Regions from separate parts of the Mus musculus genome. Here regions 1, 3, 4, 5, 6 and 7 are each linked to region 2. The links are chromatin contacts, called in public promoter capture Hi-C maps. All regions are on one chromosome and are shown on one strand. The core of a region is the stretch at or near the end of the contact, and the rest is flanking DNA. Distances in the headings are between cores, read along the strand shown. Region 1 holds the start of Cited2 (Cbp/p300-interacting transactivator, with Glu/Asp-rich carboxy-terminal domain, 2). Region 2 holds the start of Vta1 (vesicle (multivesicular body) trafficking 1). Region 3 holds the start of Reps1 (RalBP1 associated Eps domain containing protein). Region 4 holds the start of Ccdc28a (coiled-coil domain containing 28A). Region 5 holds the start of Fbxo30 (F-box protein 30). Region 6 holds the start of Heca (hdc homolog, cell cycle regulator). Region 7 holds the start of Shprh (SNF2 histone linker PHD RING helicase).

The links. Promoter capture Hi-C pulls out the DNA fragments that hold promoters and counts their contacts.
Region 1: a promoter capture Hi-C map of pre-B cells shows a contact between it and region 2. The contact joins the promoter of Cited2 here to the promoter of Vta1 in region 2. A contact is called at or near these places in 7 of 39 promoter capture datasets (the 3T3-L1 cell line, cranial neural crest, hippocampal neurons and 3 more) and 1 of 484 Hi-C or Micro-C datasets (the N1E-115 cell line).
Region 3: a contact with region 2 is called in a promoter capture Hi-C map of pre-B cells. The contact joins the promoter of Reps1 here to the promoter of Vta1 in region 2. A contact is called at or near these places in 2 of 39 promoter capture datasets (cranial neural crest and pre-B cells).
Region 4: a promoter capture Hi-C map of pre-B cells shows a contact between it and region 2. The contact joins the promoter of Ccdc28a here to the promoter of Vta1 in region 2. A contact is called at or near these places in 2 of 39 promoter capture datasets (the C10 cell line and pre-B cells) and 1 of 484 Hi-C or Micro-C datasets (the N1E-115 cell line).
Region 5: a contact with region 2 is called in a promoter capture Hi-C map of pre-B cells. The contact joins the promoter of Fbxo30 here to the promoter of Vta1 in region 2. A contact is called at or near these places in 2 of 39 promoter capture datasets (cranial neural crest and pre-B cells).
Region 6: a promoter capture Hi-C map of pre-B cells shows a contact between it and region 2. The contact joins the promoter of Heca here to the promoter of Vta1 in region 2. A contact is called at or near these places in 2 of 39 promoter capture datasets (cranial neural crest and pre-B cells) and 1 of 115 datasets of contacts at active chromatin or transcription factors (astrocytes).
Region 7: a contact with region 2 is called in a promoter capture Hi-C map of pre-B cells. The contact joins the promoter of Shprh here to the promoter of Vta1 in region 2. A contact is called at or near these places in 1 of 39 promoter capture datasets (pre-B cells) and 3 of 484 Hi-C or Micro-C datasets (CD4 T cells, liver and rod photoreceptor).

The regions. Positions count from the first base shown.
Region 1 is chr10:17,721,760-17,725,214 of GRCm38.p6, forward strand. It overlaps Cited2 (Cbp/p300-interacting transactivator, with Glu/Asp-rich carboxy-terminal domain, 2), which reads left to right and starts at 1,469. Exons shown (of 2, transcript NM_010828.3): 1 at 1,469-1,700; 2 at 2,179-3,455. The coding sequence starts at 2,187. The coding sequence ends at 2,996.
Region 2 is chr10:14,704,018-14,707,494 of GRCm38.p6, forward strand. It overlaps Vta1 (vesicle (multivesicular body) trafficking 1), which reads right to left and starts at 1,472. Exons shown (of 8, transcript NM_025418.3): 1 at 1,333-1,472. The coding sequence starts at 1,444. It overlaps 1700016L04Rik (RIKEN cDNA 1700016L04 gene), which reads left to right and starts at 1,592. Exons shown (of 6, transcript NR_045824.1): 1 at 1,592-1,656.
Region 3 is chr10:18,054,616-18,057,967 of GRCm38.p6, forward strand. Reps1 (RalBP1 associated Eps domain containing protein) reads left to right here and starts at 1,325. Exons shown (of 20, transcript NM_009048.2): 1 at 1,325-1,500. The coding sequence starts at 1,348.
Region 4 is chr10:18,232,725-18,236,238 of GRCm38.p6, forward strand. It overlaps Ccdc28a (coiled-coil domain containing 28A), which reads right to left and starts at 2,257. Exons shown (of 6, transcript NM_144820.4): 1 at 2,128-2,257.
Region 5 is chr10:11,279,691-11,282,886 of GRCm38.p6, forward strand. Fbxo30 (F-box protein 30) reads left to right here and starts at 1,640. Exons shown (of 3, transcript NM_027968.3): 1 at 1,640-1,810.
Region 6 is chr10:17,946,069-17,949,381 of GRCm38.p6, forward strand. It overlaps Heca (hdc homolog, cell cycle regulator), which reads right to left and starts at 1,999. Exons shown (of 4, transcript NM_001033432.3): 1 at 1,441-1,999. The coding sequence starts at 1,714.
Region 7 is chr10:11,147,510-11,150,771 of GRCm38.p6, forward strand. It overlaps Shprh (SNF2 histone linker PHD RING helicase), which reads left to right and starts at 1,921. Exons shown (of 30, transcript NM_001077707.1): 1 at 1,921-2,077.

The DNA.
Region 1 (3,455 bases), core at 219-2,718, 3.0 Mb after region 2:
GCGCTAAACTCGATTTCACCACTTAAAGAGAGAGATACACGCTCCAAACAGCCTCATCCTGGTGTAGGAAAAATAACTCGCAAAGCAAGAGAGCTAGGACTGGATAGTGGCCCAGACCAGTGTTAGGGGTTTTATTTGCAAGTCAATGAGCCAAATGGGCGATCGGGCTCGTTGTGCTTCGTTCTGCAAGCAAGGTTATTATTATCACCGCCTATTGCTCCACTGAACAATTTCACTGAAAAGGAAGACTAGTAGCCGTGTGTGCGCGCACTGTGCCATACAGGACGTGCTGCTACGTGCCCACTTCCAAAACGACTTTATTTACAAAGCGATTACCAAGCTATCTATCTGTTTTCCTTTTGCAGCAGCAGCAGCCTTACTCAGCCCTCGAATTTCTTAATTACAAACCCGTTTGCTTCTAAATCAACCCCAAACCGTCAGGCAAGAGCCCGGAGGGAGGCTGTGCAAGTTTGCACACACCCCCACCTCCTGGATCAAGGGCAACAGCAGAAGCAAGTAACTGTGTATGTGCAAAAAGGTGGATCTGGGGACGAGGATCGCTGAGTTTGTTTACAGAGCAGGGACGCCTCAGCTCGGATGCCAAAGCTACCAAGAGCTGCAAACGCAAACTTAGCAGAAGCACACGTACTCCCGGAGCGTGGAGCAGGCCGTAAAGTGCGGAGCGGATTCCAGAACCCCGGGAGTGGAGCCGCCCCGGCCTGTGAGCGCGCTCGGTCCACCTGCAGCCGCTGCCGCTCCCCGCCCCCAACCCCTGTCCTTGAAAAGAGTGGAGGTGCGGAGCGGGGGTGAGGGGTGGGGAGTTAAAGGGTGCATCCACACTAAGAAAAATACCTCAGTTAGGTGTACGTGCTGCCTGTATATAAAAAAAAACAAAACCACAAACACAAACACAAAGGCGCGGCTCAGGAAAGCGCGCTCAGAGGACAGGACACGATCGGCCCAGGGCTTTAAAAATCTAACTCGGGAAAGCATAGCCATTCTTCGTAGGTTGGGAAGAGTTTGGCACCTAAGAAAACTCTGCAGGGCAGGGAGGCTGAGCGAACCCCTTTTTCCTGTAGAGGGCAGGGCAGATCACTAGGTAAGCCGGGTGAGCGAGCTGGGGGTGGGGAGATCTAGCCAGAAGGAGGTGGGGAGTGCTCCTTGCTCCTCTCCTGTAGATGCTTCCGTGCACTGGGTGGCCGGGAGGACTAGCTCCGTGTCCCTGAGGTGGCAGGCACAACCTCGCCTTTGGGAGCCAGAAAGCCACTTCGGTCCGGAGACCTGCTGGGCGGCGCCGGGGCGCGCAGCCGCTGCGCACGTGCAGCGCGGACTCGCGGACGCGGCAGAGGACCCGATCCAGGGTGCTGATGTTCCGGGATCCGTGTGTTTGCGCTTGCCGCCGGGGAGGCTGTCGCTCCGCCCTTCCTGAGATCCTTATATTAACAGTGGCCAAAGCCCGGAGAAACACAGCTCATTGTTGGCAGCTGCCTGGCGGTCTTGCGGAGCGGCTAGGGCAGCGGAGGAAAAGAAAAGGGAACGGCTCGGAATTTGCTCCAGCGGCTGCTGCAAGACCTCGGCGCCAACCTCGCACCGGCGAGCGCCTCACAGCCCATCGGCTGTCCCTCTATGTGCTGCTGAGCCGGTCCTGGACTCGACGAGCCCGCCTTCGGTGTTCCGAGCAGAAATCGCAAAGACGGAAGGTGAGCGCGGCGGGCGAAGCTAGCCAGGGCTGCTGCCAGCCTAGTCCTCCGAGGGCAGGGCTGGCTCCGGGGACAAGCGTGAGGCGGAGCTGGGGAATAACAACAGGATGTGCAACCACAGGGTGAGGAGGGCTGATTGAATGCCTGAAGTTCGCGGCCCGGCTCCGGGGCACTTCCTTTATTAGGCCACTTCAGGGAACCCAGGGGGGTGTGGGCTCCGGTCCCCCTCCCCCCGCCACACTTTCCCGGATCCTAGGGGAAGGGGCAGGTCGCTCAGCGCCAGGCTGTGCGGGTCCGGCAGGCAGCAGGTCCGCCGAGGTAGCGAGCTCGGGTGCACGGGCTGCTGGTGGGCTCTCTCGGGGGTGGTGGTCTGCAGCTTGAGACGTGCTCGCGGGTACGGGGGGCTACAGAAGTGGGGTGCGCTCTGGTGGGCGACACGTGTGGCGCGGGTCTCAGCGTCTGCTCGTTTCGCTTTCAGGACTGGAAATGGCAGACCATATGATGGCCATGAACCACGGGCGCTTCCCCGACGGCACCAACGGGCTGCACCACCACCCTGCCCACCGCATGGGCATGGGGCAGTTCCCGAGCCCGCATCATCACCAGCAGCAGCAGCCCCAGCACGCCTTCAACGCCCTCATGGGCGAGCACATACACTACGGCGCGGGCAACATGAATGCCACGAGCGGCATCAGGCACGCCATGGGGCCGGGGACTGTGAACGGGGGGCACCCCCCGAGCGCTCTGGCCCCGGCCGCCAGGTTTAACAACTCCCAGTTCATGGGTCCCCCGGTGGCCAGCCAGGGAGGCTCCCTGCCGGCCAGCATGCAGCTGCAGAAGCTCAACAACCAGTATTTCAACCATCACCCCTACCCCCACAACCACTACATGCCGGATTTGCACCCCACTGCAGGCCACCAGATGAACGGGACAAACCAGCACTTCCGAGATTGCAACCCCAAGCACAGCGGAGGCAGCAGCACCCCTGGCGGTGCGGGTGGCAGCGGCACCCCCGGCGGCTCCGGCGGCACCTCGGGCGGCGCGGGTGGCAGCAGCGCGGGCGGCAGCGGCGGTGGCAGCACCATGCCCGCCTCGGTGGCTCACGTCCCCGCGGCAATGCTGCCGCCCAATGTCATAGACACTGATTTCATCGACGAGGAAGTGCTTATGTCCTTAGTGATAGAAATGGGTTTGGACCGCATCAAGGAGCTGCCCGAACTCTGGCTGGGCCAAAATGAGTTTGATTTTATGACGGACTTCGTGTGCAAGCAGCAGCCCAGCAGAGTCAGCTGTTGACTCGGTTAACCTCGCAGGCGGAAAGAAATCACCCTCCCCACCCCACCCCCACCCCCAACTTCTTCGGTGTGAATTAAAAAAAAAACAAAAAAACAAACATTCCCTTAGACGCAGTATCTCGCTTTTCAGATCCTGAAAGGGTTGAGAACCTGGAAACAAAGTAAACTATAAACTTGTACAAATTGGTTTAAAAAAAAAAAAGATTGCTGCCACTTTTTCCTATTCTTGTTTCGTTTTTTGTAGCCTTGACATTCACCTCCCTTATGTAGTTGAAATATCTAGCTAACTTGGTCTTTTTTGTTGTTTGTTTTTACTCCTTTATTTCCTCACTTTCTCCCGTGCTCAACTGTTAGATATTAAGCTTGGCAAACTGCTTAATCTTGTGGATTTTGTAGATGGTTTCAAATGACTGCGCTGCGTTCAGATTCATGAGTGAAAGGAAACATTGCATTTGTTGGC
Region 2 (3,477 bases), core at 222-2,721:
CATGAATAAGGATTGGCTTAGAGGGAAACAAAGGGCCCTGGTTCACAGTCCAGAGCCAGCCTCTTTGTTGTATCCAACTTCTCTCTGGCTCTATACTCTCCAAATCCTCACTCCTCCTCTTTTAAACTTCTCTGTGGACCTTCAGACTTTTGTTCCTTTTAAAGGTATATTCTTCAGCAATTGTGCACAAAGGTCTGGCTTCCATTGTCAACTGAGCAATGTGTTTCTGAACACAGGAAAATGAGGTCCCCTCTACAGTACTGTGGCACTTCTATGCCCGTTCCTGAAATTATAAAATGCGTACTGTTCAAACGCCCCTCCTCTCAGTAGTCCTAGGACCACAGGAGCTGGGTTTTAGTTTTTTTTTCCCAGTACTTAGGAATGCTCGTCAATAGGTAAAAAGGCTCAATAATTAGGATATGTTTGAAGATCATCAAAAGAACAAGAATGGTGGGAACAATACTGGTATGATTTTTATAAAAATGAAGTATAGCCACCGAGTGGCTTGCAGAAGAGGTGGGAATTCAGATCATAAATCAAGTGGAGAATGGCAATTATTGGTGGTGGTAGGGGGACATCCATGCACATTTGAGAAATGAGGTACATACATGTCCACAAGGGAAGGCTTGACTTGGTCCAGATTTTTGCTAACAATGTCCACAACAGAGGACACATCATTTCTGTATTCTGAAAGTTCTTTAGAAACTCAGAGTACAGTCATTTCTTGCAACAAAGATAGGAGTATAATATTCAAATCATAGTTTACATAAAACTACTAGTCCTATCCACTTCACCAACTCTGCATGTCTGAACGGAGTTCAAACTGTGTCCTCTTCAGTAGTATATACATCTCAAACTAGGAATATTGGCATTAAACTTCTTAACTTTCAGGATAGCTAAAGGATGACTCCAAATTCTTACTGGTGGTAATGAGGAGTACGGAAAACAAGTCAAGAACAGTCAAATTCAAATTTTCAGTAGTAGCCACTGTCCACTGAACCGTCTGAGTTTCGGAAGGGACCTGAAAGCTCTCGTGATTAATGCACAGCTTTCGTTATGTTTTCTGTTAGTCTCCCTTCCCACCCATCTCTGGGAAACCTATGACTATCGAGGTTCTCATTCCCAGAAGAAAGAACAGCCGGGAGGCGTGTCCGAGGCTCTAAGCTGGAGAGACGGGGGTCCGGGTGTGGAGGGAGTCTAGTACTTGGGGTCCTCCTGGCCGAGCCAGAGGTCAAGGCTCAGGTCTGAAGCCAGGGGGCGGGGCGGGCCTCAAGAGCGGAGGGAGGCGCGGGGCGCAACCGGGCGGGAGAACGGGGACTCGGAGGGACTCACAGTAGTAGGCCACCACGGGGTCCCGCTTGTCATGCTCCTGCGCCGTTCTCAAATGGTGCTGTATGCTCTTAAACTGCGCGGGCAGCGGCGGCAGAGGGGCCAGCGCGGCCATCTCCACTCCCGGAAGCGCTACTTCCTACTCGCCGGTCACAGATACTTCCGCTTCCGCCTCCGAGCGGGCAATTCTCACCCACGCATCCGTTGCTGAGACGCTTGTCCGCGACGGGTGCCCGAAGGAGACAAACTTACTGCCTGGTTTAAGGCAGTTATTATTTGGAGAATGAGAGTCTCCTGTGTCGCACACGGCTCCAGCGCTCTCTGCTGGTAAGCGGAGATAGAGGTTTTAAATTTAACTTTTGTTTTTGTTTGTTTGTTTGCATGGAATGAATGAAAGAGAAGAAAGGGGAAAATAACGTAAAGGACTTTAACTGCGAGAAAGGAAAACTTCCCCTCCCCTCTCTTTATCTCATGCGTGTGTGTTTTGTTGGGAATATTCTGGCAAGCGTATATACTACTAAGCTACCTTCTCAGCTTTCAAATTTTCCTTCCCTTCCCTCCCTCCCTCCCTCCCTCCCTCCCTCCCTCCCTCCCTCCCTCCCTCCCTCCCTCCCTCCCTCACTCTCTCCCTTGTCTTTATTTTTATGAGACTGGGTCTCACTAAATTGCCAAACTAAGCTTTGGACTTGAAATCCTTTACCCAGGGCTTCCCAGTTAGTAGAGATTACAGACATATGCATATAGATGGGCCACAGTGGGTTTTTTTTTTTTTTTGGTGGGGGGGGGGGAGGGTGGGGTGGAGTGGGGGGTGGAGGTGTCATTAGTTTTAACAGAGAAAATGATCACAAAATAAAAATTTATACATTCACACACACAGAAGTACACGTTATAGCCTTTCTAGAAACTGTAAAGAGATACTGAAAACATGTACTTAAAGGAGATTGGAACTGGAAACAACCATTGCTTTTAGTTTAGAAGTTTTAAATTCTTATATGAGAAACACTATGTTTAAATACTAGATTAAAATTTGCATGTCCAAATACTGGACTGAATAGACAGTCCTTTTCAAACTTGAAAGGTAAACACATGCGAACTAATAAGAATTGAATACTTTCTCTGATATGGCTAGTGCTTGTTTTAGTGAACTATGCGAGTTGATTAGTGGAGGAAGATGATGAACATTAGGAAAGTATTAGTCTGTCTTACTACTTGACAAGATAGAGTCCAGGAGAGTCTGCACTTCTGACTTTATAGCACACCCCACCTTTTCTTTATAGCAGTGATATTTATTTATTTATTTATTTATTTATTTATCTATTGCCACCTCTCCATTGCATAGTATCATCCTTAAGGACTTACATTTCATTTGAACTTTCCTGTATTTTTTTTCTTTTTGTTTGGGTTTTATTTGTTTGTTTGTTTTTTGTTTTGTTTTTTTGAGATAGGGTTTCTCTGTATAGCCCTGGCTGTTTTGGAACTCACTTTGTAGACCAGGCTGGCCTCAAACTCAGAAATCTACCTGCCTCTGCCTCTCAAGTGCTGGGATTAAAGGCGTGCCCCACCACCGCCCGGCTGAACTTTCCTGTTTTTTCAACGCCAATATTGGTATATAGTGTTTGCCTTATGTGGTTTACCACCAGAGTAACACTAGTATCACTGAATGAAAATGGTAGTGTTGCTTCCCTTTTTATACATGGAATGGCTTGAGACGTATTGCTATAGGTTCTTCCATAAAGATTCACTAAAATTCAATAGTGTCAGGCATGGTGGTGCATACCTTTAATCCCAGCATTCTGAAGGCAGAGGTAGGTGAATCTCTGGGGTCTAGGAAAATATAGTCTTCAGAGGGAATTCCAGGACAGCCAGGAACTTGTCTTGGGGGAGTGGAGGGACATCTAGTAGTAAACATTACTAGCTTATTCATTCATTCATTCATTCATTCATTCATTCTTGCTTTGTGGACAAACTTTTGAAAAAATATTGCTTCATTTTAATTTCTGGTTGCGAAATTTTTAAGTTGTCTAATTTTTTTTGCCTTTATTCATTCATTTATTTTAAACTCAGCAAGGGCTCATTTTGATTAGAAGAAATCTATCATTGCTATATCCTGTTACAGTAATTAAAATCTGATTCATATTCATACATATT
Region 3 (3,352 bases), core at 75-2,574, 3.4 Mb after region 2:
TGTGCACACAGTGCTCTAACAAATGAGCTATATCCCCAGCCCTCTATGTCTGCTCATTCTTATAATGATGTCCCCTTAATGGGCTCTATGTAACAGAGAATAAAAACCAAACTTGAAAAGCCCTCTGTGTAATCTTCCTTGGCTCCCGTTTCTGAAATACTTCATATTTAATGCTGACAAGGTCGCGGGCTGACTGGTGATGGTATCCCTTCACTAGGAAAGAAAAGGCAGGGGATCAAGAGTTCAAGTCCAGCCTGACTTCATAGAGTTTCAGGAAAGAAATACTTTTAAAAGATTAAAGGCTCGTTAAGGGTCTATGAACTCCAGAGACAGATGCAGATTAAGACTCCCCCCCCCCCACCCCCCAGAGGAAGGAAGGGATGGTGAGCAACAAGAGGGCCTGGAGTTGGCTGAAGGCCTACACAGGTTTCCCGAGTGGATGGCATAAACCGACAGTATTTGGTTCTCGGTGAAAAAAAAAAAAAAAAAAGGTGACTTTTTTTTTCTTTATTTCTATTTTTTCAAACTTGGTTTTACAGAAGACCCGGCTTGGGACCAGATCGAGTTCAGCCTTGGTTTAAGCGTCCACACCTGAGCAAGCTTCCCTGCTTCAGTGGACGGCGCAAAGCGATGCACTTATCCTCGTTAAGTGCAAACCGTTAGGAAATGCTGCACGCCAGAAGCTGCCGCACCCCAGCCCGCAGTGCGACCTGAACCCTCCGCGTCGCTGGGACGCCGGTCGGTCCCCAAGTGCCCCCAGCCTGGGGTCCTCGCGGAGGGCGCCCAGGGCCACTCGCCGCGCCCCGCCGTGCCGCGGGGCTCCGGCCAGCAGGGGGCGCTGCGGCCCGCTCTCCCGGGAGCGGCCGAGCCAGCCCGGTGGGTGTTTCTCTCTCTCTCTCTCCCTCTCCCTCTCCCTCTCGCGCTCTCTCCTCCCGGCCTCACATCCGGGTCTGGAGCGCGGCCGCCGCTGTCAGTGCCGGGCCGGGGCGCAGTCAATGGCGGCCGAGGGAGGCGGAGCGGCGGCCACGCGCAGCCCCGAGCCCCCGAAACTTTAGACTTCGGAAGCCCCACAACTTCTCGGAGGGGGGCGCGTGGGCGGAAGGGGAAGCCGAGGCGGGAAGCCCGAGGGACGCGGCCGAGCCCGGAGCCGCCGCCTCCTTTTCCCCACGCCGAGCTTGCGGCCGCGCACAGCCGCGCGCCACCGCCGCCGGCTGCCCCGGGCCACACGAGCTCGCGGCCCCGCGGGGAGGCCGTGCCGTGCGCAGTACCCCGCCGGCCGCCCCGGGTCGCGGGGCCGGCGCCCGGGTGGTGCATGCGGGGCGGGGCGGCCGCCGGGCCGAGGCGAAGATGGAAGGCTTGACGCTGAGCGACGCCGAGCAGAAATACTACTCGGATCTCTTCTCCTACTGCGACATCGAGAGCACCAAGAAGGTGGTGGTCAACGGGCGAGTGCTCGAGCTGTTCCGGGCCGCGCAGCTGCCCAACGACGTGGTCCTCCAGGTACCGCCGCGTCCCCGGCCGCGCGGGCCCCGGGCAGCGGCAGCGGGAGTGGGCTCCCCCGGGGACGGGCAGAGGCCGCAGGTGCGGGAGCGGGGTGCGCGGGGACCCCTGGAGGGGGAGGGCTCGCCGTCCGGGTGGGGGCGGGGGTCTGCGGAGCCTGCATCCCTCCGGCAGCCTGTGCACTGGAAGAGCAAGGTCCCGGGTCTCTCGGGTTGTGTGTGCATCCTAGCGTCTGCTGGATATGCCTACTATAGTCACATAGCTCTTCGACTCCCGCACAATAGGAAAGTTACGACTATAGGCAGGCAAAATGCCATATGGATTTTTGAGCGAGCCGAGCAGACTCGATGAAGTGAGATTTGTTACGCTTAAGGTATCCAAGAAGCAGGTGGTTTGGGTTTTTTTTTTAGGGGGGGGGTTGTTTTGTTTTGTTTTAAATTTAAGGAAGCTGTGTTCTTAGGGGAGACTAAGAAATTTGAACTTCTGGCTGATACTTGGCATGTAGATAGATGTGAAAAGAACTTGGTCGTAGAATGGGTGGCCGGTGGACAGTATCTTCTAGTGCCCTTCCCGGGAATAGTCAGTGGAGCTTGTGGGTTTGGTTTGGGATTTATTGAACAGCTGGAATCAGACAGCGGATAGTCTCCTCAGTCTGTAACTCTGCCACTCGTAACTCTGTAGCAGCAAGGGTAAACCTTCTTTGTCGCCTGTTTTAGAAGTGCTAATATTTGTGATGAGCATTAATGCTACTGCTTAATGATTCATAGCTGCTATAGTAAGAGCCTGTTTAAACTGTATGGGAGGAAGGAACCGTCTTAAGTTTTCATCCTCATATTGATCCCAAGCCAGTTATCCAAATCTCCAAACACATGGAGATGGAAGTGGATATAATGCAGTGGAAGCAGAATATTGGGCCAGAGGTTTGATTTTACTTTGTTTTGAGACAGCTTATTGCTTTATATCCCAGACTAGCCCTGAACTCAGGGTCCTGTTGCCCCCTCAACTGCTCAGGTGCTGGGACGTGGGTGTGGGCTGGGCCAGGAGTCTCCAGGCTTTTAGAAATCTCATCACTCTGCCTCCTCAGCCTCCAGTTCTCTGAGGCCCATCTTAGAGTGAAAGTCAGTTTTCTTCTAACAGAAACCCTTGTGATATAAAAATTTCTACACACACCTCGAATATAGACAATACCCGAGTGCCTACTGTGGTTTAGGGAGTGAATTCTTTCTCACTTTGCTTTTGTTTCATTTTGTCATTTTTTCTTAACCCTGGGGTGTGGTGGGGAAAGGTGAGTGTTTTAGGTACCAGGGAAGGATAAGAAAGTCTCAGATCTGTGCTGCTGAAGAGGACAACATAGTGACAATTTTAGGCTTTCCCAACAATTCAGATTCTGTGTGGATTCACTGTTTTTGTTTTTATGGCCCTCTTACGATGAGGAAACCAGGTTTAGCTTGGGTTCACACAAAACATCCCATAGTTTGCTGATGGGTTAAATGATATGGGGCTAGTGTCTAATGGATTTGGTACAAAACTTACAGGTTCTGGACAAGAAGCCCCCCATATTCTATTTTAGCTCATGTCTTTGGGGTTCAGAGTTAACTGGAAATGACTTTGTCATTCTAATGGTACACAAGACTTTTTTAGGGTGTTTACATGTTTAGGGCATAGAAATTAGTGTCCATTAACCTCCAGCTGAGATATGTTCAATTGAATCCAACTTATTTTCATATTTTACTCAATTGTATTGGCATTTGAAAATAAATTTCTATTATCTTTGTACATAGGTAGCTTAAGTCGTTTAAATATTTGGGATTCAATTACACGTTGGAAATTGTAGGATCCCTGAAGCAAGACT
Region 4 (3,514 bases), core at 1,007-3,506, 3.5 Mb after region 2:
AAGCCAGGGGAAGCAAACCAGTAAAGAACATCCCTCCCTGGCCTCTGCATCAGCTCCTGCTTCCTGACCTGCTTGAGTTCCAATCCTGACTTCCTTGGTGATGAACAGCAGTATGAAAGTGTAAGCTGAATAAACCCTTTCCTCCCCAACTTGCTTCTTGGTCATGATGTTTGTGCAGGAATAGAAACCCTAACTAAGACAATAATGTTACTCTCTTTAAACATACCAGAAGAGGGCATCAGATCCCATTGCAGATGATTGTGAGCCACCATGTTCAATTCTGGGAATTGAACTCAGGATCTCTGGAAGAGCAGCTAGTGCTCTTAACCGCTGAGTCATCTCTCCAGCCCTGTCTAATAATTTTTTAAAAAGCATTTTCTCTATTCACACATCTTCTAAGTATCTACTGTCTCTCTTCTACAAGCCAGGCACTGTCGTCAGTCCTGGGAAAGCAGCAATGAATTAGCCAAAGCCCTTAACCTCAAGAGGCCACCATTATATAAGTGACCAGTATAAACAAATCGCCCATGTAACTCCTCAGCCTCACTGGGCCTTTATCTGGCCTTTAGATCTCCCTTCTAAACCATACTCAAATACATGTATAATCAGGGCACCAGCGGACTAAGCTGCACCTTGAAGGCTTACATAATATACATTTTATTTACATGCTATTAACCACCACTCCTAGATATCTCTCTCTCTCTCCCCCCAAGGTGTCACTATGTAGCTTTGGCTGACCTGAAATTTGCTCTGTAGACTCAGCTGGCCCGAACTCATTAAAGGCATAGCTCTATCCCTCCTGGGATTAAAGGCATCAAAAGTGTGCACAGCTTCACCTTTTCTTTTTGAAAAACAATTCTGCTCTATGTCCTTGGCTGGCTGAGAAATTACTACGTAAGCCACGCTGGTTTCCAACCTGTGATGATCCTTCTCCCTCGGCTCTTGAGTGAGTCCTGGAAGGATGGGCATGTGCCACAAGTCTAGCTCTTTCGATTTGAATTTTCTTAATTCTATTATTAATTTATCACAAAAAAGTGTCAGAAAATGCATACCTGTTCCCCCCTTCAAATCGTTAACTGCACTATGAATTTAAAAAGATTTACTTTATGTATGTGAGTATAGTGTTACTCTCTTTAAACACACCAGAAGAGGGCATCAGATCCCATTACAGATGATTGTGAGCCATCATGTGGTTTCTGGGAATTGAACTCAGGATCTCTGGTCGTTTAAAAAATACTGTGGGGCTTAAGAGATGGCTCTGCAGTTAAGAGCACTGACTACTCTTTTCGGAGGTCTCTTTTGATTTCCAGGCCCAACAATGCTGCTTATGACAGTAACTTCTGTCCCAAGGTATCCAGTGCCCTCTTCTGGCCTCCAGGGGCACAGTGTGCACCTGTACACAGTCATCTAATAAAATTTAAAATCTAAAAGTGTTGAATTTAGTCCTGCCATGACTATTTTAAAAGACTGAAACTGACTTCTGTCACTCCTAAAAGAATTAGTCGGGAATTATACAGGTAATTTATTTTTGTTTTGCTAGCTGATGTGGGTTTTTCTTGGAAAAGGGTACAGCATTCAGTCTCTTGTCTCAGATACCAAGAGCGAATCCACTTGAGTCATTCGGGAATTGTTTAGCTGTAATACAGATTAAATAAAACTTTGAAGATGACGGAGCAGGTTTCCAAGAGATGAGGATCTGTATAATTGGTGATACATATAAACACGCTAACCTTCAAATCTATGGATGCTAATACACATTTGGTAACAAAAGAGGAGGAAAAAGCAAAAACCAGTTAATACATAAAGCATCGCCAATAAACCAATGGTCCCCGAGGGACCAAGCTTGCGATGTCCTCTTTTCTGAAAGATAACATCTGTCACAAGACCCTGAAATCCTTCTTGTATGACAAACACGAGGGACCTTTCCAGAGGGGACGAACTGCTCACGGTTGAATGTCAGGCCTCGCTGCCAACCAGAATCACCAGAGGTGCCTCTGGACTTTGCCTCATTCATTTCCCTTCCGCAACCCAGCCCTGCGATGACCCATCTACACTCAGCGGTGACCAGAGCAGGTGCTGAGGGGCTCGAATGAACAGGTTGCGGGGTCCCCTTACCCCATTACATACCGGAGGGAGAAAAGGCTGTGGTTACCCTTCCTCGGCTAGGAAAAGTAAGAGAGCGTTCAAAGCCTCCGCCAGGGCTGCATCAAGAGCCCAGCTCGTCTGCCTGGGTCACAAACCCAGGCAAGCGCCCTTTGTTTACGGAAGTGACGTAATCTGGGCGGGGCCCTCCGAGAGGCGAAAAGCCCCGCCTCTCCCAGGTCCCTTAGCGATGCTCGCGTCTCTGCTTTGGGCTCCGTCTTCCCATAGCCGCCTTCAGGTATGGCTCCAGCGGCTGCGGGAAAGAGGAGTTGTTGTTGGCCACTCCACTTCTGCCTGTCTCATGGCCTCATGGAAACTGGCTGTATATTGTCCTCACCGGAAGCGGCCAGCCACCTCGGTGAAGGACCGCCCCATGCACTGCAATTCCCAGCATGCCTTTCGAACAAATCGAAGGCGGAGCCTATTGTCCCCTTGCGGCGGATCCACACCTCGGATTGGCTGCTTTTAGTTTGGCTTGAGAAGCGGTATTGGGTTCAGCATCCCTGATGCTGTGCCGCCAAGTGTGATTCTGTAAATAGCCAGTATCCAAGCATTGCAGTTGGGTGTGGTGGGGGTGGGGTGAGTGCGTTTAGGTTTTCTGTGTACCTGTCTGTCTGTCTATCAGTCTTTCTTCGTTTTCTTTGCCTTTTTTTGACCAAGTCTCGTATAGCCGACACTGCTCAGGAACCGGTTATGTTGTTGAGATCTTCCTGCCTGCGCTTCTCATACGGGTATGTGTCACTCGTCCCACTTTACCTCACTACAGTCCTTTAAGGTAATGTCAAAATCCCCGTTTTAGAAGTGATTCTGAGGTCGGGCGTGGTGGCGCACGCCTTTAATCCCAGCACTTGGGAGGCAGAGGCAGGCGGGTTTCTGAGTTCGAGGCCAGCCTGGTCTACAAAGTGAGTTCCAGGACAGCCAGGGCTATAAAGAGAAACCCTGTCTCGAAAAAACCGAAAAGAAAAAAAAAAAAAAAGAAAGAAAGAAAACAAATGAAATGATTCTGAGATTCAGAAAGGCTAATCAGACTTGCTGCCTGACTCCCCACTTCATCCCCGGGATTAGGAATTGAGGGCTAAGAGAGAAGGCTCAACCCTAAACTAAAGAAAACTTACCTTTCCCTCCTTGATGTGGATGCCTTCTCAGAGGGAAGATGGGACTTTTTAGATTCCGACTTTCTTAGATTGAGGTGACCCTGTCCTTCAATCTCCCCATTACCTAGGGAGGAAATTGTGTCTAGAGATTATATTGAGACAGAGCAAAAATGGAGTTACTAAGTACTTAAACTCATACTATGAGATGTTCTTCCATTAGGAAAAACAAAACCAAAAACTTGGAATTCTTAAAAAAAACAAACCAAAAAACAAAACAA
Region 5 (3,196 bases), core at 390-2,889, 3.4 Mb before region 2:
CAACCTTCCCGTCCCATAGTTTTTATAGCATCCCACCATGAAATTGACCTCTAGAAAAAAAATAGGGTACGTATTCTTCCTAAGCCGATGCAAGACTAATTTAAGAACGTGGTAGGGGGGTTGTGCTCCTCTCTTTAAAGAGAGCAGACAGGTCAAACCTGCTACTGCTTATTTGTTTATTTTAAATTGCCAAAGTACCTGTTGCTTTCTGGGTGGCTAAGCCACATAAATGGTAGTTTTGTTCCACAAGTCTAGCCCAAAGTCCACATATACTTCCGAGGACATCTTTGAAGACCTTTGATTCCTGGTAGTCTCTGGTTGCCACTTATGGAAGAGCAGAGGCTTCTGTTTGCCCTGACTCCTACTCAGCTTGAGGTGGGAGATGACCTAGTGTCAACTAGGTGATTTAGAGAGGCAGAAAGCCCCAAAGTACAATCAATCAGTATGGGAATGTTGAAGCTGTAGAGAGCCTTTGGGATTCCCTGCCGCAGTCCCCTTATTTTGCGGAAGGGGATGTAATGGAAGGATGTGTGACTCAATCGCGACCACCTGTCATGCACAAGCAACTCTCCCACCATTTCATCTGTCTGCTTCACTTTTCTTACCTGGCCCCTTTGGGTCTCACGCTCTGGGCTGACCGAAAAGCGCCTACCTCCTACAGCCAAAGCAGGCAAAAAAAAAAAAAAAAAAAAAAAAAAAAAAAAATACAGCGTCCTAAGCACCCCACATATAAGCACTAAATATTTCAAAAATCTGAATGTCTTCATTAAACCAAACCAAACCCCTGACCTTTACAGTGTGCTCAGTCTTAAGCTCCCCAGGGTTTTGTGTAGTTGTATGAAAGTGCTGGTTTTTAAGGTGAAGGACGGTGACTCTCGTGAGCCACCGTTTCCAACAGCTGGGGAGTAAAACTGCAGTCACCAGAACGGCCACCCAAGGGGGTTTTCTCACCTCCGCCCCTCCGCCAGCCAGGGCCAAGGCTCCTTCACGGTGGCTTTGAGGTGGGAGTTGGCAGGAGGCCTCCAGACGGGGTGGGCGTCGGTGACATCACCGTCCCTCAGCCTCACGCCCGGGCCTGGCGGTAGTAACGGGGACGCCTACACGCGGGGTGTGTAGCCCTGGATGGCCACGGGAAAGCTCCGGCCCTAAGACGTTTCCCAGAAGCCGCGCCGCGCCCTCTGGAGGCCGCGTGGCTCGCCCCACCGAAGCCGCCCGCCGCGGGCTGACGAGCAGCAGAGCCCTTACAAGGGGAAACGGGTCACAGAGCAGAGCGGTCACCGAGTCACAGGGCTCGGGCACGTGAGGTGGTGGCAGTTACCACCGACAACGGGGGCTGACCTATTTCCTGCGAGTGCGCGCTAGGAGGACGGGTCGCGCTCCTGGGCCTGCGTCCTCCACAGTGCCACAGGGGCTCGGAGAGTCCTTCCAAAAACAAACAAAAAGCAAAGGCGCGAAAGGCGGACCCGGCAGGGAGCACCAAGGGAGAGGCTGCCCCGTGGGTTCTCTGCGCTCGGCCTGACCGGCACAGGACAGCGTGCGCATCCTCGCCCGCTGTGCGTGCGCGTGCCCGCTCACCCGCTGCCGGGCCGGGGGGCGGGGCGCAGCGGGGCGGGGCGGGGCGCGCGAGGAGGGCGGTGGCGGTTGGAGGCCGAGGAGAAAAGGCGGCGGTCCGGGCAGGGCGGAGGCGCAGAGGATTGGGACGGGACGGGCCCCGTGCGTGGTCCGGTCCGGTGCGGGGACGCTGCGGAGCCGCCGGGCGCTAAGGCCAGAGAAGCCAGGGTTTGAGCGGCGCTTCGGCCCGCGCGGGCTGGTGAGTGTGGCGAGGCCGCGGGAGGCTGGCGCGGGGACGCGGGCGGGCGGGCGGGCAGCGGCCCGGACGGCGCGGGCCCCGGGGGCGGCGGGGCCGGTGGAGTCGGCGCAGTTCAGAGGCTTCCGTCCGGCTGGCCCCGTCCGGGTCGCGCCCGGCCGCCCGTGTGGCCTGCCCTTGAGGCTCCCGGCAAATGGCGCCCCGACCCCCGGGGACGCGGAACCGGGTGAGACCCCCACCTCCGCCCCCACCCCCACTGAGCGCAGAGGAGCCCCGGGGGACCCCGGAATGCGTGGCTCGCACCCTCTGCCTCGTAGGGACTTGAGGAGTTTGGGCGCAAACGGGTTAAAGGACGGCGAGGCATCTCCAAGTGTCTCCGCGGGATAAGCGAAGTTGGTAACTTTTCCATTCATGGAAGTGAGAGGCGCGGAGGCTTAGCTGTGGCCCTGGTTAAAGCGAGACTTAGGGATCACCCCCCCCCCCCCCAAGTTCCTGGGTTCCAGCTCGTGGAGTCCCAGATTGGAAGCAGGACAGGGAACGCACGGCGGATTCAAAGTCACTCGGGGATTACATTTTAACCTCGACGGAGGCCTGTGTTTGCCGCGTTTCTCCTGCTCCCCTCTCCCTTCTTTGAGTCCCGTGGTAAATCCCGGATAAAATAGATGCTTGGGAAGGAATTGACCTTTTCTTCCATGATTGCTTTGTTGACTGTGATCCAAGATGAAGTTATTTACGGGCATTCTGGTATCAAAGAGGGTTAACGTTTTTAAAACGAAGTCTCAAAAAGTTTCTGAGGTTCTTTTTTTTATTTGTTCCCTGCTAAATTTCAGGCAAAGTAAGTTACATTAACACGCTCTGCACGCTTTTATGTTAGTTTTCCCAAACAATCCTGTGTTGACTGACAAAGAGACAAAGGATACCATGAAGTATCCCTGTTTGATTTTTCTAAAGCATACAGTTTCGTTGAATCACTCTTCTTTATGCTTAGTCACTGTTTCTTGCTGTAGTAGTTTAGTTGAGGACAACATGTTTTGCTAACTTCTTAGATCACCAGTTTATACCCGATACTTAACATAGGGACATAAGCTTTTGTGTGTGTGTGTGTGTGATTCTAGAAATAGTAGGTGTTTTATGAATGATATAAGAAAACTGGAACTCTAATATTTCTGAATGTTTAGATTTAGGTTTAAAGGGTTTTTTGTTTATTTTTTGTCTTAAAATATAAAATACTTAAATAAAATATTCTTTTAAAAGTAATATTGCATAAAATAATTGCTAACACTTCCCATATGGCTTGAGAGGTGCTTTAAGGGCAGACAAACAGGCTTTAGTTAATGTGTTTACTGTTTGATATAGCATGTTTCTAAAATCTAACGCTTGGATAATCTT
Region 6 (3,313 bases), core at 749-3,248, 3.2 Mb after region 2:
CCCCCCCTCACTCCCTCAAGTGTGTCTATGAGGAAACTGAGGTTCAGAAAAACTGGCCTTTCTCCAGATATCAAAGCTCTAAATGGCTGAGGAAGAGCTGGTATTATGCAGTCTAAGTATCATCTTCTCTGTCACATCAATATCAAAAGGACGGTTAGAGATAAGAAAGCAAGAGCCGGCACAGGCTAGCCAAATAGGCTAGCCAAGTTTTGATAGTACACTATCAAACACTCACAAACGTGTAAGTTTGCTCCTCCTAATAAACAAATCTTCCTATTTCAAAACTGCAGGGGCTCAGCCAGGGGGGGGCCCTTTCCAACAGCCTGTAGTCTATCTCCTATGGGAATCACTGTGGCATTCTTGTAAGTACTGTAGCCCTTTTTATGGGAGACCATCTACATAGAGGATGGCTTTGAAAACTGTTAAGAAGCAAATATAACGATTCTAACGATTCTCATCTACTTACATTAAAATGTACATTTTTTTCCCCTGAAAAACTACCTGAGAAGAAAAAAGTTTAAAAGCTGCCCAAATAAATGTCAGGCATCCTGTGGTAAGAAGGGAAAATCCTGTCACACCTTAGCTATTACCTGCATTCCTCCCTTCTAAAGGATCATTCAAGCGCTCATGAAATTATCAGGGCTTCTTCAGAAAAACAAATGTGAAACAATTATACAAGGGACAGGAAAAGAAAGAAAGAAAGAAAGAAAGAAAGAAAGAAAGAAAGAAAGAAAGAAAGAAAGAAAGAAAGAAAGAGAAAAGAAGGAAAGGAAGAAAAGGAAGAAAAGAGAGAAAGAAAGAGAGAGAAAAAAAAGAAAAAGACACCCAAACACTTCAGGTTGGGAACGGAAGTCAAGTTCAGATTCTCTTCCTTCCTCGAGCAAGACAAGAGAATTAAATGAACACCACACACACACACACACACACACACACACACACACACACACACTCTCTCTCTCTCTCTCTCTCTCTCTCTCTCTCTCTCTCTCTCTCTCTCTCTCTCTCTCTCTCTCCACCTGTGGCAATCAGGCAACAGGCCTACATCTGCTGGGAATTGCAGCTTTTCTTCTTTGGGGGCAATGGTGGGTGGGTGGGTCGCGGTGAGCAGGGAAGTTTCCAATCGGATCATTCTAACTTGGGCTCCTTTTCCTGCTTGCCCGCTGCCTCGCTCCCACCAACCCGGGACATTTCAGACTCAGCCCGCGCGGGCACCACGGGGAGCAGGCACCAACCGGAGCGCCGCCGCGGGGCCCGCAGCCCCGGTCCACGCCGCTCCGCGTGGGGACCACGAAAGGAAAGGCAGCGCGGGGCGGTGGGGCGGGGCGAGCACTTCCTGACTCGCATTGTCCACGCGCCGCCCGCGCCACCCAGGGCCCCGCCACCGCGCCCGCCCGCCCGTCGGTGAGGAAGTTGGCGCTCGCCCCGCCGCTGTCGTCTTACCATTCTTAGCGTCTCCCGCGGCTGCAGCCCCCGCAGCGACGGTGGCGTTGGCGGCGCCCGTGCCCGCACCTCCCGGGCCCGCCGCGCCGCCGGTGCCCACCGCGCCGGGCGACGCCGCCCCGCAGCCCGCCGCCGCCGCCGCCAGGGCCCCTCCGGCCGCCGCGCCTGTCGCACCCGCCGCCGCCAAGGCCCCGGCTCCATTTTCCTGCTCGTCCCCGCTGCTGTTGGCGCGCTTGTTTTTGCGGCCGCCTTTGCTGTTCTTGGGGTTGGGCATCTCCCCGGCCCGCTCGCGGGTGTCCCGGTCCCCGGCGCCCACGAAGGCGGCTCCCCCGCCGCACCGGGGCGGCCACGGAGAGCGCGGGCCGGCCGCTCTTCCTCAGGCGCCCGCCCCGCCGCGCGGCCCTCGCCGCGACATTCCGGCCGCCGCGCCCTCCGCGGCAGAAGCCGGCGCGGCCACGCGCGGCCACCCGAGGCTCGCAGCCGCGCGGGCGCAACGGGCCCCCGAGCAGAGCGAGACGCGGAGGAGCCCGAGGGAAAAGGCGGGTCTCGGGCTTGTTTTGATTCGGCTGCGCTGACACGCTCCAGGCCCGCCCCCGCCCGTGACGACACTGGGGCTTGAGCCCGGCCCCGCCCACCCAGTGACCTCACGGCAACTCGCTCCGCCCCCGTGACGTCACGCTCGGCGCTCAGCCCTCGGCTCTGGGTGACGTCATCCAGGCGCCTTCTTGGGAGAGGGAGGCTGGCGGGCTTCCCGCGTGTGCTGACAGCCACGACTGGGAGCCAGGCAGTGTTCGTGAAGTTGTTAACTGGCCTTCTGACCTTACTGGAGCTAAACCTGACAACGTGGTCTGGAAAAACAAACAGGTGACTAGAACAGGAGAGCAAAACAAAGGGTTTCGGATTAATAATTCGCTCAATGGCTCTGCGGCTCAACAATGGTAAGATAGGAGTTTCTGGAGAGTGCAGTTGAGCTCCTGTATGGGAATTCTTCAGTCTCGTGGTGGAAAGCTTATTTAGCCCAGACCTACCAACCAGAGACCCAAGGGTTCTGTCGGTTCTGTCAGAAGCAGAGCCAGCCAGGAGGAGCCAGGCTGCACAAAGAAGACTGAGTTGTCTGGAGAGAACGGCCGGGTTGTGAGGAGGACATCAGAGGTGAAGAAGTGAGGGCACAGCCATGCTCAGCAGTAGATGGCCAACACAAAAGAGACTCAGTTGAATCTTAAGAGGTTCTTTGTCTCAGAATGTTTTGTCAGGGATATATATATATATATGTGTAATCTTTTTAGGTCTTTTGTATAGACATATGGCTTCCAGTTTTCTGTTTTTTGTGGAATTCCTCACTGAACGAATACATCTATATGACTTTCTCATGCTTTTTCATTTGTTTGTTTTGTCCTATATTGTGTGTTTGTTTTCATCTTATCTATTTTATTATTATTTAGATGCATATTTGTTTTCTAAGAAGAGGCAGGAAAGCTGTGGATTCGGCTGGGAAGGGAGGTGGAGAGGATCTTGGCAGAGCTGGAGAAGGGGAAAGAAGAGCAGAATATAGTGTATTAAAAATCTATTATTAAAGAAGAAAAACGGAAAGAAAGAAAAAGAGATGAGAGCACAGGGTTCCTGGGAAGAGTTTGATGTAATCTCCTTTTCTGCACTCTCTTCTGCCCCTTTCAAAGACCCGCTCCTTTCCACCCTTCTGATCTCAGCTCATTTCTTCAGAATGATCCCATACCTTACCAGAAGAGCTGTCCCGAGTATCACAGTTTATTTCTCCTGTCTACCTCTGATTACGTTGGCAATGTATATGCTTAAATAATTTTCCTCTGTTCCCTCGCATGAAACAGCCATATTTTTATCTTGGGTGCCGTAAGAA
Region 7 (3,262 bases), core at 671-3,170, 3.6 Mb before region 2:
ATAAACTGAAACAGTAAATGATGGAGAAGAAACTGTAAAGCTTTATCAGGAGAAAGAGAGCTAAGATTGGTTATGGGGTGGGAAGGCAGAGCAGTACAGAGTAAGCAAACCTCTTATGGAAGAACATGGCCTATAGGACTTCCACAGCTAAGGAGAAATCGGTGAGTGGCTTTAAACTTTAATTACAGGATGACTTTCTTCTGGGGAAATAATTCAACTGTTGACTTTAGGTTGGAGGTAAATACTAAAGCTGTAAAGGTTCTGTGGCTCTTAAAAAGTGTATTGCACGTCCCCCTTGATGGCAGATTATCTGCTTAATAAGTGTTTTCACCGAATATTTTGAGCTCATTGTTGAGATACACTGCTCAGAAAATTAAAAATATATACATTATTTTCAAATTATTGCTTCTAGGTTAATGTACCTAGTTACCCCAAAGCTTCAGTGCAGGTGTCTAGTGAGATTGATATTCTTTTCATGGCCATGGAGCAAGGAGTCACTTTGGTTGTTACATCTTTTTGTTTAAGAAATACATTCTAGGGAGATAGCGGAGAGTGAGCTCAGAGGTTATGAGATCACTCTTCTCTTGCACAAGATCTGAGTTCAGCTCTGAGCACCCATATTGTGTGGCTCAGCCTTGTCGGATAGAGTAGTGATCTCTTTCTTTGCAAACCAGAACTTGTGTTTATTTTTAACACGTTTCTATAGGTGCCTCCTCTTCTGCCAGCCAGGAGCTTGACTGAGCAGCCATCAGCTTCAAAGCAAATCCTCTATCAAGAGAAAGGTACTGTGCTGAGAATTCAGTCAAAATATTTAAACATTTTGATATTTATACTCTGTTTAGACATGATGTATACTTACTGGACCACAACACAGAAACCAGAAAAAAAAATTAAAATTTTCTTAATTGCAATATTTATCACTATGGACTGGATCCAAGCCTAGCTTAGACATGATACAACACACCTGTATTGTTTCCAAACAAGGCAGCTGAGTTATATGAAAAGTGGGGATTCACGTGTAAGATCTGAGTGTGTCCAATAAGTCGGTTCTCCTGTCTGTACTATCATTAGATTATTTACCATCTACTAGGTGGTAAGACACAGTATTTTCATGAACAGATGTCTCACAACAGGGAATTTCCAGAAAGCCAAATAACAAGCGAACCTTTTCCTCCCCTGGAATTAGCTCTGGTGATTACAAAACAACCAAACAAACAAACAAAAAAAAAAATTACTCCACAGAAAAAAATTCGAAGGACATACAAAGCACTTGGTAAACACACTATTGAAATCCTCAGAGGAGAGACTTTTATGTCTACTGAAGATAGAATTCTCCCTTTGGAAAAGATACTGGGAGGCCTGCTTCAGCATAGCTGTATAATTTTTTTTCTCTTAAAACGTTTAAACATTTAAAGCCTTAGTAATTTTCTTGGCAAGAATAAATTTCTCTCTGGCTTCATTTTTCTCAGTTCCTTTTGAAGACATCGTCTCTGCCTTTTTTTTTTTTTTTTTTTTTTTTCCTTAGCAGATCGAATTCTTTTGGTTTAGTGGATTAATTGTATATTTGTTTGGGTATTATAATTGCTCAGCATCGTGAATTCCGTTTTATGTAACTTTCTGCCTTTTTATGAAAACCACAACTCACATCAAGCCTACCGCTCTGGCAAAGAGCCCCGCCCTCTCTGGCAAGAGGTCCCGCCCCTTCTTTCGGGCCCCGCCCATCCTGCATTTGCTAAAGCCACGGGAGGCGGGGAAAAGAGAGAGGCACAACCACCGCGAGACTTAAACCGTCTTCTACCGGGACCTCAGGGACGGGACATGCGCAGAGGTGCTTTTTGAAGCCAACACCGGAAAGAGGGGCGGAGCGTCCCGACTGGTCCTGCGCGTTCGCCTGGAGCGAGCGCTCCTGCTGGCCTCCTCAGCTGGCGCTGGCGGCTTCCGGCCTGGGTGCCAGGCTTCACCCAGCGTGCAGCGCGCATGCGCAACTCCCGCAGGTGAGTGTGGCGACTGTGGGCCCGGGATCTGCAGCCTGCGAGGAGGGCCGGGCCCGGCGACAGGTGCCTGCAGAGCGGCTGAGGTAGGTGAGGGTGCGTGCGGGCTCTGGGGTTAGAGTCGCGGCGGAGGGAGGCTGGCTCTGCGCGTCAGGGAAACTCCGAGGGCTCCTGCGCAGCTCCGGGATCCGGAGTGATCGGCCCTGCGAGGCCCCGCGGCTCGGCCCCAGCCCGGACGTGGGCCGAGCCCTTCTCGCGTGGGACGGGTGCTTGCTGCCCACGCTTGCGTGCTGAGGCCCTGTCACGAGCTGTCCCTCCGGCTCCTTCTTCGAGGATAACTTGCCTTGCAGGCTGGCGGTGCGTGGGACGACAGGTAGCTGGGAGGGATGCAGAGGCCGCCAAGTTAGGCTGGCAAACTCTCAAGCATTACAGTCGCCTGCAGAAGCGCCCTGGCTCCTGTGCATTGTGTGCACTTTGACGCTGCAGGTAGCGCTAGGTTGGTGAACGAAGATGTTGGTTTCTGGTTAAGGTACCCTGTGGGAGGAACGGTATTGTTTACAGTCTTGCCTTTTCACCGTGGTGCCTTTTAATCCACTTGGCTTGAATTTATCATGGCAAGTCTATGTTTTTCTCCTACGTGTTTGCCTTTGCTCCTGTATTTGCCTAGGTCCCATGATCGCTAACACCACTTTATTCTTTGTCTAAGCTTTTACTCTTTGTCTCAGTTAGGGTTTTACTCCCGTGAATAGACACCATGACCAAGGCAAGTCTTATAAAGGATGACATTTAATTGGCACTGGCTTACAGGTTCTGAGGTTCAGTCCATTGTCATCAAGGTGGGAGCATGGCAGCATCCAGGCAGGCATGGTGCAGAAGATGCTTAGAACTCCACATCTTCATCTGAAGCCTGCTAGCAGAATACTGGCTTCCAGGCAGCTCTTGCAGTCACACACTTACTGCAACAAGGCCACACCTATTCCAATTGGTCCAAACCTTTGAATAGTGATACTCCCTGCCAATCACACTGTTAATCCATAAAACTAGTGTGTGTGTGTGTGTGTGTGTGTGTGTGTGTGTGTTCTTCCCTCCTCTGTATAAGGATCGATCGAAGTTTTGTTAACGCTTTGGGATTGTCAAGCTCATTGGAATTAAAAGAGCAGTGGTGTGGGGTTAAATACAACTAACATGTGAGACAGGCATTTATTTCTGATGTAGTGAGAGGTTTGTCTTCCTAGTTGTTGGCCATCAAGTATAGTATTATAATTTGTCTT